3 separate regions of the Mus musculus genome follow, and all the other regions are linked to region 1. The links are chromatin contacts, called in public HiChIP or PLAC-seq and promoter capture Hi-C maps. All regions are on one chromosome and are shown on one strand. Each heading gives the region's core, a stretch centred on a gene start, on an enhancer-like site or on the middle of the called end of the contact. The rest is flanking DNA. Distances are from core to core; before and after follow the strand shown.

Region 1 (4,116 bases), core at 1,251-3,750:
TGAAAGAATATAAATATGACTCCACAGACAGTGGGAGATGAGCACTGAGCACTGGTTTAATTTCCTCTGCCTTGCTATTCTTTGCTAAAGACACACATGTATTGGTTCATCTTACATAGTGTTGCTGAGGTCAACTTGTGATAACACTGCCATTGAGAGAAACTCACCCCAAAACTGCTCATGAGGTTCTTGTGGTAGCTTGCTGCTTCAGCAGCCTTGCCTCAGGCCGGTTGGTGAACCTAGCAGTTTCATCAGGATTGAACTACAGCTGCCCGGTGTCTGCTTGCTGAAAGGACTGGACTGTATGTAGCTGCTGGCTTGTGCCTGGTGTCTGCCTGCCTAGAGGACTGGTCTGCAGCTGCTGCATCATATTTGGTGTTTGCTACAGGACTGAACTGTTGCCCAAGAAGATCGAGCTCGCTCCCAAAGAACTATTGCTGAACAGGTCCACTTCCCCCATATCCTAACAAATTTCTCTTCCACTACCTCTTTTGGGTGGTGGGCTAGAAGAGAGATTGAATCCTTATTAAAAGTAGGTTGCAAAAAATGTATGCCTACAGTAAACAAAGTGACAAAGTAAAATGGGTCCTAGCTTCTCTGTCCACCTCACCTCCAGTGTTTCAACAACTTTGGATTGATAAGTATTTAGAAAAGTTGAGAATATTTTTATACATTGGGTTACAGTTCCTAAGACAGAGGCCCAAGTAGGTTCTGAGCTCTGCTTCTTGGGGGAGATTTAGTACCTCAAAAGCAAAACTCAGAGAAGAACAAGCATAGGACCAGCAACTGAAACTGTTTCTGCCCTGCTTCCTACTAGCTAGGGAGACCTGAGTAAGACCCATCTATCTCCTAGATTGGCCAACTGCCCATCCATCCACTGATTCCCATATAGGGACAGTGTGTGCTGCACCCTGTGTCAGATCCTGAGACAGCACAGCCTGTGATAGTCCACTGTCCTCCAGGCCCTACAAGGGTAGGATTCTACAGAAAATGATAAGCTACAATAGCCCAGTGGTAAGTGCTACCAAGAGAGACTTCAATGTAGGACCACTGGAGCCTGGTTGAAACTTCACAAAAGTTGTTGAAATGTCTCTGCTGAGCTCACAAAGCAGTTAAACTGGACTGAAGGTGGCATTTTATGGATGAAAACACAAAGAAATTTCCCAGAGGGCATGGCACAAGTTTGAGATTGGTTAATAATCAACTGTACTCAGTTGTGAAATGAATGGAATGGAGCAGTCACTTGCTGCATGCCCACATCCATCCTAGACTCTTCCTTTGCTGGGGTCTGTACCAGGAGGTGGGTGAGATGAGAACAGGCCCTGGCTCCAGGAAAAGAACAATAAATGGGGGCAGAGACACAGGATGGGAAGGAAACCAAGGGTGTGTGCAGGAGGCTTTCCAGGGCTGGCTGCTTTCCAGACCATCTCAGTGGGATGGGTGAACTATGAGTCAAACCAGCTGACAACCTACATTTCTGGGACCAGAGTAAGTCACATAGTGCTGTTGGTAAAGTGTTTGCTTTGCAAGCATGAAGACATGAGTTCACTTCCCCAGAACCCACATATTAAAGCCAGGCATGGTGGTGTACACTTGTAATCCCAGCACTAGGGAGGTGGAGACAGCAGGAGCCCCGGGCCTCACTGGCCAGCCAGCCTAGACTACTTGGCAAGTTCCAGGTCAGTAAGAGACCCTGTCTCAAAACAGCAAAGTTGATATCATCTGAGGAGAGAAACCTGAGATTGTCCTCTGCTCTTTGCATGAGTGTGCACACATGCACATATACACGACTGCACCAATGAACACACATGTGCACACAAAATTATCAGAGGAACTCATGATTCCTCAGTCATATATTCTTATCTGTTTTCATCGTCCAAGGTCATGTGTCCTTTGTAATATCAAGGTCTGATTTAAAAGCTGTCCAAGGATCTCCCAGCATATGACTGTGAGATACACAGGTAGACATGCATTTTATGTGCAATTCATGTCATGAGAATTTCACTTCATAAAATAAGACATGATGCTAAGAATAGCAGGAAGTTCCAGTAAAGGTATAAATTTGATCAACTAAAACTAATTTAATCTCCTATAGTCATCTGTGACTGTTTTCTAGACCCTAGATCCCCATTAGCAACGAGTGGGTTAGATGTAATCTCACCTAGGCTCGTGGAGAAGCCGGCGCCTTCCCACCAGGTCCTCTGTAGGGCAGTGTTCTAGTCAGGGCTTCTACTGCTATGGTAAAACACTATGACCAAAAGCAACTTGTGAAGGAAAGGGTTCATTTCAGCTCATAGCCCCACATCACTGTCTGTCTCTGAGGGAGTCACTGAGCCTGGCTGAGGCTCTTCCAAAGCTTCTTTCAATGGCAGTGAAGAGCCTTCCTCTGAGATGCAGAAGCAGTTCCCGCAGGCAGGGCTCTGCTCTAACCCCATCCTCAGCTAGAACCAACACAAACTCTCTGTTCTCCACAGAGCTGAACAGGAAGGCCCTGCAAGGCAGGGGTCCCTCCCACAGCAGCCCAGATGAGATGAGACAAGGCCAGCGTTGGGGAGGAAGAATGACGAGCCAGGAGGGTGGGACTTTAGTTCCTCAGAGAAGTGTGATTTCTCTCTGGCTGGCCAGGAAGCCTCTAGTTCCTCATTTCCAACAGCTTACCAGACAGGGTTGCAGGGCAGCTCTAGAGCTACTACCCACACTTGTCCTGAGCCATGCCTGCCTTTGTCCCCTAGTTGGGAGGGATGATTCTGGGGAACACTGTCTTCTCTCAAGTCAGCCACAGCCAACCAGGGATATTTTTAAGTCTCCAGGAAGTCACAACAAAGCTTTCCCCTCAAAGGCCTGCTTGACTCCAGAGCTTTGAGCCTCAACTCTGTGTCCTCACTGTCTACAAACTTCTCCTGGGACAGCCATCTTTTATTACACCCCACCCACAGAGCCAGCAGTACCTGACTGAAAGCACTCAATTGGTGTTTGGTGAATAAGGTCAAGGAGAATAAGGGGAGGGGTAGGGGCCTCACATGACGTCGTGGTGCAAAGGGGCTGCTGGATGCAGGGCAGGACAGGTCCAGCTGAGGGGGACTTTAGAAAAACATGCATGGACCCCAGGTGCTAGAACTATGTGGTAGGAGGCAATGTCTACCTGTGGCTTGCTACCTCACACACCTAGCTTGTTTTAATCCTGACATTCCTGTGGCATACATATTACCATCATTCCCATTTTTCAAAGGAGGAAACTGAGGCTTGGAGGGATCCTACTTCAGGAAGTGGTCAATGCCCCTGAGGAATCAGCAGGAGCCACAGTCACTCCAGGCCCCTGCTTCCTCCCGGCCCACAGGGAGGCAGTGTATGTGGGTGGCACCCCATGGGTTCTGGGGTGGACCAGTCTGGATTCAAATTTTGGTTTTACACTGCATAGTCTTATGAACTCAGGCAAGTTACTTTGTCCCTAGGCCTCTCTGTTTCACACAATAATTAATAGTGACAGTGTAGCAACCTTGTAGGACTTCTGAAGAGAAAATAACACGATGTGCAAAGAGATGGCTGGCCTGCTAACTGCTTTTGTAAATACAGTTTTATCAGAGTGTAGCTGGGTTAATTTGTTTGCAGATGTTACCATGGCAGAGCTGAGCAAGCTAACTTGAGATTGCAGGGCAGCACACATCCTATAACAGTGACTATCTTCTCCCTAAGGGAAAAGCCAACTGACCCATGTATGTCTACATGAAAAGCGTTAGGAGGTGGGGAGGGGCACAGAATGCACTGCAAGGGCTCTGAAGATTATGAAGTATGTGCAACCCCACCCCCACTGGCTATCTCCCCTCATTCTCAGGATAATATGTCTACCTGACATGTCCAGCTGCCAGGTTCAGGAATCAAAAGTGAATAAGAGGGGCTGGAGAGATGATGCAATGCTTAAGAGCATTGGCTGCTCCTGCAGAGGGCTCAGGTTTGAATCCCACTACCCACATGATAGCTCACAACCATCTATAACTTCAGTTCCAAGGGATCTGACACCCTCTTCTGACCTCTATAGGAACTGTACACACACATGGTACTCAGATACACATTTGAAAAAAACACTTATAAATCAATCAATCAATCAATCAGCCAACC
Region 2 (3,999 bases), core at 697-3,196, 670 kb after region 1:
CCCAATCACAAAAGAACTCACATGATATGTACTCACTGATAAGTGGATATTAGCCCAGAAACTTAGAATACCCAAGATACAAGATACAATTTGCAAAACACATGAAACTCAAGAAGAATGAAGACCAAAGTGTGGACACTTTGCCCCTTCTTAGAATTGGGAACAAAACACCCATGGAAGGAGTTACAGAGATAAAGTTTGGAGCTGAGATGAAAGGATGGACCATCTACAGACTGCCATACCCAGGGATCCATCCCATAATCAGCCTCCAAATGCTGACACCATTGCTTATACCTGCAAGATTTTGCTGAAAGGACCCTGATATAGCTGTCTCTTGTGAGGCTATGCCAGGGCTTAGCAAACACAGAAGTGGATGCTCACAGTCAGCTATTGGATGGATCACAGGGCCCCCAATGGAGGAGCTAGAGAAAGTACCCAAGGAGCTAAAGGGGTCTGCAACCCTATAGGTAGAACAACAATATGAACTAACCAGTACCCCCCCCCCCCCGCCCCAGAGCTCGTGTTTCTAGCTGCATATGTATCAGAAGATGGCCTAGTCGGCCATCATTGGAAAGAGAGGCCCCTTGGTCTTGCAAACTTTATCTGCCTCAGTACAGGGGAACGCCAGGGCCAAGAAGTGGGAGTGGGTGGGTAGGGGAGTGGGGGATGTATGGGAGACTTTTGGAATAGCATTGGAAATGTAAATGAAGAAAATACCTAATAAATAAAAAAAAAAAGAAAATGGCATACCTGTATCATCATATTCTGGCAAATAAATTTATTATTATTATTATTATAAAAAAAACCTCATAAGCAGACTATGCTACAGCAGAGACATACATGGTAGGATAGGTTTTCCATGACTTTTGAGACCCAGGGCTTCAACCTCTTCTTTCTTCCTCCAATTCTCTCAGAGAATGAGAATGTGGGTCACAAATAACTCAATAAAAACACATGAGATCTGTAAATAGGATGCAAAATAACCAAGGTCAGGAAGACCTCCCAAGCAGACCAAGCCTCCTGAACTCTGAACTTAAGCCAATTGCTGATAGAGCCATGTTCTGGGCAGAGGGGCATGGGGAGATGGCATCATTAGTAGAGTGCTCACTGTACCATGAAGTCTCATGTGCTCATGGAGTCTTGAGTTCAGATCCCCAGGACAAACAGGAAAAGCCTAGTACAGCAGCACACATCTATAAACCCAGTCCCGGAGAGGTGGAAACTGGAGAATCTCCAAGGCTGCAGAGCAGCTAGCTTAGACTAATCAGTGAGAGACCCTGTCTCAAAGCAATAAAGCAGGTAGGGAATGAGGAAGACACTCCACATCATTGCCTGTTTTCTCAACCACCACGTTGCTGTGATTGGTGAAAAGTTCTGTAAGGACAATAACCAACACAGAAGGCAATAACAAAGCAAGCCTGAAAGGGGCTGGGCTAAGAGATCTGGTATCCCTGGAGGAAGGCAGTGACTCAGTAGTTTTGTGAGTGACAAGGACTTGGTCAAGTGCCATCTGACACACTGGAAGCTTTGATGTAAGGACACTGGGAGACAGATTCAATCCTTGGCAACCTGCAGAGCGAGGCACTCAAGTCCTATCACCAAAGTCCCCTCAGTGGCCCCTCTCACCCTCAGCAAGCTCCCTAGGCAAGGCCACCTGTTCAAGGACAGGATCCCTTGCCTCCCCCACCCACATGGTAGAATAAGCTCTCTAAAGTCACCAACCCACTTGCAAACAAATCCTCAATTGCAACAGTTAGTACTTGCCTTTTCACCCAGCCCTTGTCCTGTGAGAGGTTGATGCATTGCATGAACCATGTAAAGGAAAAGGCCCACTTAACAACTGCTGCTGTGTCAAGCTCTCATTATTACAACCGCTGCTGTGTCATGCTCTCATAGACCCAGATTATTAATGGCTGTGCCTGCAGGGCTAACAGGGGAAAGTGAAAGCGTGGGGCAAGCGTGTTCGCTACAGCTGTATCCTACTCTGGAGACAACTGCTACATAATAACAAAGAAATGAGAGGTGGCAAGTCAGACAGAAACTCTGCACCAGGAAAGCTGTTTTTAGATCCCCGGGTGTTAGCACTCGTTTACAAAGACATTAGCAACAGTTCACTGACAGCTAAAGAAGGGGAAGTAGGTGACCTGAAACCTCAAATCTACAGAAGGCAGAAGTCCATTTATGCAAATGTCAGTAACAGGCAACTTCTGCAGAAAGGCATGCTTGCAGACTATTGGGTCAGCAGGATCCCACATGGCTACTTTCATTAGAAAGTGATTATCACAGAAAACAGAAAAGCTGCCAAACTTTGTTCTTTGAGAAAGAAAATAAATCTGCTAAATGGATAAATCTGAACAATTTCTTAAGACAGGGACATAAGGTACATGCAGTATTTGACTCTGGAGTGTGGTCGACACATCCGAAAAGCTCAGGAACCTTGAAAAATATTATCATCACACTGCCTTAAAAAGACAAAGGTAAATATGCTAATAGCCCAGAAACACTTGGGAACTTTTCGAGGAATCTTGCTTCGAAGGGAACTTGGGTAGCCACAAGCTTGCAAGAGAGTGAAAGCAAGCGACAGAGACTTCAGGCACCAGTTACATGGTTTACAAGAAAGGAAGGGGCCCATGGTATACGAAAGAGTCTCGGTGCCATGTTGGAATCTCCAAGGATAAAACCGAGGTCTGACCAGGCACACTCAGAAACTGATTGTCTTTTCAATTCAGAGAAAAGAGGTTGATAAAATACCATGGCCAGGGAAGGTACACAGCAGAAGTCACTGTGGTTGCTCCTGAAAACTTTATTCCCTTAAAATAAAAATATCATTAGCAGGTCAAAAAGAGAAAATCATCTCTCGTCTGATGAGGTACTGCAAGGGAACACAACCCAACACTCATTATTGGTAGTGTTTTTTTTTTATGTCTTTGTGCGTGTGTGCGTGTGTGTGTGTGTGTGTGTGTGTGTGTGTGTGTACACGAGAGTGTATATATTTGTATGTAGAGATCAGAGGACAACCTTGGTTGATGTCCCTCAGGGACACTGTCCACCTTATGTTTTGAAACAAGGTCTCTCACTGGACTGGAACTTGTCAAACAGGTTAGACTAGTGGACCAGCAATCCCTGGGTATCTGCCTGTCTATATCTCCACCCACCTACCCGACTCCTCCACCCTCCACCTCAGTCCCTCACACCACCCCCACCCCTAACCCCCACCTAAGATTACAAACCTTCAGCTTTTTAAAAATGAATTATTTATTTATGTATTTGTTTATTTTGCCACTGAACTCATGAGGATGGTCTGCAGTTCAAGGTCATCCTGGGCTATATAGAAGAACCCTGTCTCAAAACCACAAAAACCAGACGGAGGTGTGTCTCACTTGGTATACTCACTTGGTACTCATTTGGTATTTGTGTATCATTTGGTTGGCTCAGTCCATATCAAGCCCTGGGCTCAGTCCCCAGAAAAAGAAAGAGAAACTAGGCATGGTGAAACGTATCTGTCATCCAGCACTAGGGAGGTGACAACTGGAAGATGGGGAGCTCCAAGCCGTACATAGCAAGTTTGGGGCCATTCAGGGCTGCACAAGACCCTGGTTCAAACAGACAAAATATATATATATATTTTTTAGAGTGTGTGTGTGTGTGTGTGTGTAACTACATGAGTTTATGTGTACCATGAGCATGCAGGTGCCCTTGAAGGCCAGAAGAGGTCTTTGGATCCCTGGAACTGGAGTTACAGACAGTTGCAGGGCACCAGATACGGTTGCTAGGAACCAAAGCAGGGTCTTATGATAGAGCAACAAAAACTTTTAACCCCTGGGGCCTTGCACCAGCCAATAATTTTTTTGAAACCTGAAATACATCAGTATAGTTCCAGTTTACAATTTCCATTCTGGAATCCTGAGAAAAGTCAGTCAGATACAGCGCAATGATACAAACACATTGCTTAGGAAACGAATGAGCTAACACTTCAACCCATGAAGCTGGTACAAAAAG
Region 3 (4,108 bases), core at 132-2,631, 750 kb before region 1:
TGACTGTCTATAGCTGCTTCCCAAAGTTTTGGCAACCATCAAGTGCGCATTTGTCTACATTCTGGCCCATTTAATAGATGGAAGAGCAGAGGACCAGGTGGCAGGGCAGGGAAGAGTGGTGGTAAGACACAAAGAGAGGAGCCCACTTCTCCCTGGCACACTTTGATAAAAATGTTAAACTTTTACCAGAGATCTGCTAAGTTCTTAAGTCTTCCTTCCGATGCTCATTCTGACATATAAGCAAGAGCTTTTACCAGATGAGGCAATTGGATGCCATGACCAATATTAGGCTGGAACCCCTGCTCACCCCCTGCACAAGGTAGGGAAACCACGCCTGCTCTCCTTCCCCAACCCTGCCCCCACAGAGACACCCTACCGCCACTCCTGTCTGCTTGGAGAAAACTCCTGGCTAACACATCATCACTCCTGTCTCCCTGTTTCCAGCATCCCACCAAGAGTGCCCACCCAGGGGCTTAGGTTTTGACCATGTATGGACACAAGACTAGCTCCTAGCTGGCAGGTCATCACTCCTTGCCTAAAACCTATAAAACTGCCTTGCTTTATTCTAGGAGTGGGACTTTGCTGACCCCCACCTGTGAGATTGGTGAACCCTCCTGAGAGCTGCCAGCTAATAAACCCGTCTTTATCTATTTTTAATCTGGCCTATATCTGTGTCACTGAGAGAGAGAAAATGTCTATCAACCAAGAGCAGATCCTGCTGGGCTCCACCTTCTGCCCTGGCTGTCTTACATAGACTCAGATAGCCAGCTGACTACCTCATGGCGGTACCAGCCACAGGTACTTACACACACTCTACAGGAACCTTAGTAAACTATACAACTATTGCAACCCATTGCTTGGCTCTGGAAGGTGCAACCTGAGCCAGGGTTGTTTCACACAGTCCATATCGACTGCTGGCTGTCACAAGCCTTGTTGAACTCTAGAATTTTGTTATTCCTTTCTCAGATGAAATAACTTCTCGATCATCACTCTCTCCCTATCCTTACTGACAGAAGGTATCCTCATTACCTCAGTGTACTAATCTGTAAAATAGAGAGAGAGAAAAAAAGTTTCCTTTGCAGGATTCCTTGAAGGATCAAGACGTAAGCGTACGGAGAGCTTGGTACACAAAGGGCTCTTTGGACATTTATTGTCATTATAAACCGCAAGGCCCAGTTTCCTCTCCCCTTACTGGGCGCTCCGACTGGCCTTTGTGCCATGCTGCACTCAGGCACTCCATTTTTCTGCCTGTAACAAAGAGAGGAAGTGCGAGGCTATTGCTTGCCTCTCTAGCGGGAGGTTGAGCCCAGCTGGTGCTTTCCCCACCGCTCCCGGCACCTAGAACTACAACTCCCAGCGTCGCCCGCGGCGGCAGCAAAAGATGCGCATGCGTTGAGCGCCGCCACGCCTGGTCTTGGGCGGTAGACTAGAGCGGGTCTTGCTTAGTAGAGCGGGCACATCTTGGAGCTCGCGCCTCCTGCGGCGTCGCGGTCCCTGGTGAGCCGTAGAGGGCCAGTGCCATGATCCGACAAGAACTCTCCACGTCCTACCAGGAGGTGCGGACCGGACGGGCGCGGAGGGCGGGCAGGGCGCCGCGACCCCGGTGCAGGTGGATGATTGGCACTCCGTGGCATGCGGGCTCTGCAGCAGGTGGAGCCCCTGCGTGGTCCCGGCACGCGGGGATAACAAGGGACCCTGGAGTCTGGCTGTGGGGAACGCGTGTGGCCAGCAGCTCCTCGGCAGCTCCTCGCCTTCCCCAGAACCCCAGCAGCCCTTTGTCTGTCGCCCGAACCTCCCGCTTCCCTTCGCAGAGCCGCGCTGGCTCCGGGCCCCTTCTGTTCCTCTGGTGTGGGGCTTCCCCGGCTCTGCCCTGCCTGGGTGTCTTTCCGCGACGCCGCATCCTTAGCCGTCAGCCACCACTGTCCAGGTTTGCTCGAGGCCGTGCAGCCGCCCCATGCCGTTAGACCTTGTCCAACCGGAGCAGCCCAACCTTAGCTTGTCTCCATGTCCGTCTCCACCCACGGAGGCCCTGGCCACACTGGAAACTCACACTCTCCAAACGAGTTAGCAGCGTGCTGAACTCAGCGCCCTGGGGTCACTGATGATCCCGGGTGAATACCAGGATGCAGACAGCTCTTGCTTCTGCGGAGTTTTGGGGTACTAGCTTCAGAGGACCGCAGTGTAGCAGAGCTTATAAGATAATGTATTGAAATACAGGCTGTTGTCCTGTTCGCAGAGCAAGGCCACAAGTAGATAGATTCAGGTGCTCACTGGAATCGTGCCTAATGGTAGAAGGCGTTAAAGAGGCCCCGCCTCCCTTTGCGTTCTTCAGATCTGTTTGAAGTCCCAAGAAGACTGGCTTGCATCTTTCTTGCCCGGGTTGTTTTGAGAGCGGACCTAATGAAATTAGGTATTTGCTGAGGTTCCGCTCTAGAAAGGAGCTTTCTGAGAAGTTTGGCCTGGGATAGGCAAAGGCTTGTGCTGGCTGCTGAGTATCAAGAAGGCGATTGGAGGGACGGGGATTGCCACTATACCTGGGTTCTTGGGACCACTGTCCCTCTTGAGTTTTGTTTTGTTTTGTTGTTGTTGTTTTGGTTTTTTTTTCTTTTATGTAAATCATCTAGGGTAAATGTGAAAGATCTCTGAGGGCTGGGGGTGTCTGTAGCCGAGATGGTTCAGTACTTGCTTAGTACTAGGAGGTAGAGGCTGAAGGCCCAGAAATTCGAGGTCATTCTCCACTATAGTGAGTTTGAAGCCAGCCTGGATTACATGAGACCCTGTCTCTGAGTGGAGAAAAGGTACCTTTTCATGTGATATCCCGATGAGCCTGGGCTGGACCCCTGCAAACCACGGGGTTCACCTGCCTAAAATGATGGGACACTGATCCCGGACTTTGCTTTCTCAGCAGCAAGATTTCTCCCGTCTGACAGGTCATGTGAGAAGACTGCTGAGCTAGATTGCGGTTGCCTGGTACCTGGACATCTGTCGCCCCTGCTTTGCCATTTGCACCCACATCTGTGGGCTTTAGTGTCCCACGGAGACACCAGTTTTGCTGTTGTCAGTTTTTTTTCTCTGAGTGGACTCTAAGCCACATTTCCTCTTCCTCTAGGAAGTGGTTAGGACCGTGGGCTTTGGAATGAGACCAAGGTGGCGTGATTTCTGTTTCACTAACTGACTGTGGCTCTGGGAGATGCTGAAGGGTGACTCCAGTACTTGTCCTGTTTGGACTCGGAACTAGAGTCACTTTGGGTTATTGCACAATGACAAGCGTTGGGCTCTGAATCGATCATTATGATTGTCCTTAAAGATGTACCCCAAGGGGGTGCACACTGCAGGGGACCCTGTAAAAATGGAGGCAGGGGTTAGACATCAGGCACAGCTACCAATAGCCCTGAGAATGCCAGGGTAATCAGCAGAAGCTAGGAGACAGGCTGGGAATACAGGTCTCCCTCACTGCTCATCGAGCCAGCCCTGCTAAATCCTTTCCTGTAGTTTCCCAGGAAACTTCTGTGAGAGAAGACAGAGGACTTGGTCTCACACATCCTGTGTCATGTGGCCTTTGTGCATGTGTGACGGTTATGTGGATGGCAGCTTCTGCTTTTTTTTTTTAGCCTAGAAAGGCAAGGCCAGTCCAGCTAAACTGTTCACGCCTTCTCCTTCAGCTCAGCGAGGAGTTGGAGCAGGTGGTTGAGAACTCGGAGCAGGCAGACGAACGAGACAAGGAGCTGGTCCAAGTACAAGGTCCAGGTGTCGTGCCAGGTGAGTGGGTTTAGGATGCTGGCTGTGTGCTGCTACAGCTGGAGGCCCAGTCTAGGCACCTTGCCAGCAGAGGGAGGGGACATCTCCTCTCCTCCACACTTGTACCCTGGAGTTGGGTCTCAAGGTCTGCCCGGTTCTAAAGCTCTACATATTTAATCAGCCTCCAGCTGGAGGACGTGCCTTTTCAAGGTCTGTGTTCTTGATAGTGGGGTTGGAACCAGTTCCTGAAGCCAGGCCATTCTTTTTCCCCAAGGAGGTGCTGGCCAGCATGTCTTTAATGCCCTGATCATGTCCCAGAGCCCCATGGGAGAAAACCTCTCGTCAGGCCTCCCCAGCCCTGCTGCCTGGT

Evidence for each region. Promoter capture Hi-C pulls out the DNA fragments that hold promoters and counts their contacts. HiChIP or PLAC-seq counts read pairs in DNA pulled down with a chosen protein or histone mark.
Region 2: a contact with region 1 is called in an H3K27ac HiChIP or PLAC-seq map of microglia, with 4 times the contacts expected there. The contact joins two enhancer-like sites. A contact is called at or near these places in 2 of 39 promoter capture datasets (the C10 cell line and pre-B cells) and 2 of 115 datasets of contacts at active chromatin or transcription factors (large pre-B cells and microglia).
Region 3: a contact with region 1 is called in a promoter capture Hi-C map of pre-B cells. The contact joins the promoter of Pacc1 here to the enhancer-like site in region 1. A contact is called at or near these places in 9 of 39 promoter capture datasets (the HPC-7 cell line, HPC-7-derived erythroid cells, embryonic stem cells and 5 more), 2 of 484 Hi-C or Micro-C datasets (CD4 T cells and pro-B cells), 4 of 115 datasets of contacts at active chromatin or transcription factors (bone marrow-derived macrophages, effector CD8 T cells, large pre-B cells and 1 more) and 1 of 9 other capture datasets (liver).

What each region holds. Positions count from the first base shown.
Region 1 is chr1:192,076,036-192,080,151 of GRCm38.p6, forward strand. The region is part of intron 1 of Traf5 (TNF receptor-associated factor 5); the gene reads right to left. It also overlaps the pseudogene Gstp-ps. Among named protein-coding and RNA genes, the nearest start is that of Traf5, 15 kb to the right of the region's middle. Within about 2 kb of position 2,501, at least 161 of the 459 cell types and tissues checked have an H3K27ac peak or open chromatin away from gene starts, as enhancers often do. A contact at or near this core is called in the HPC-7 cell line, bone marrow-derived macrophages, effector CD8 T cells and 6 more, where this site is marked.
Region 2 is chr1:192,751,340-192,755,338 of GRCm38.p6, forward strand. All of the region lies in intron 2 of Hhat (hedgehog acyltransferase), which reads right to left. Among named protein-coding and RNA genes, the nearest start is that of Gm22265, 7.8 kb to the left of the region's middle. Within about 2 kb of position 1,947, at least 165 of the 459 cell types and tissues checked have an H3K27ac peak or open chromatin away from gene starts, as enhancers often do. A contact at or near this core is called in microglia and pre-B cells, where this site is marked.
Region 3 is chr1:191,324,521-191,328,628 of GRCm38.p6, forward strand. Pacc1 (proton activated chloride channel 1) reads left to right here and starts at 1,382. Exons shown (of 8, transcript NM_025864.4): 1 at 1,382-1,556; 2 at 3,663-3,759. The coding sequence starts at 1,521.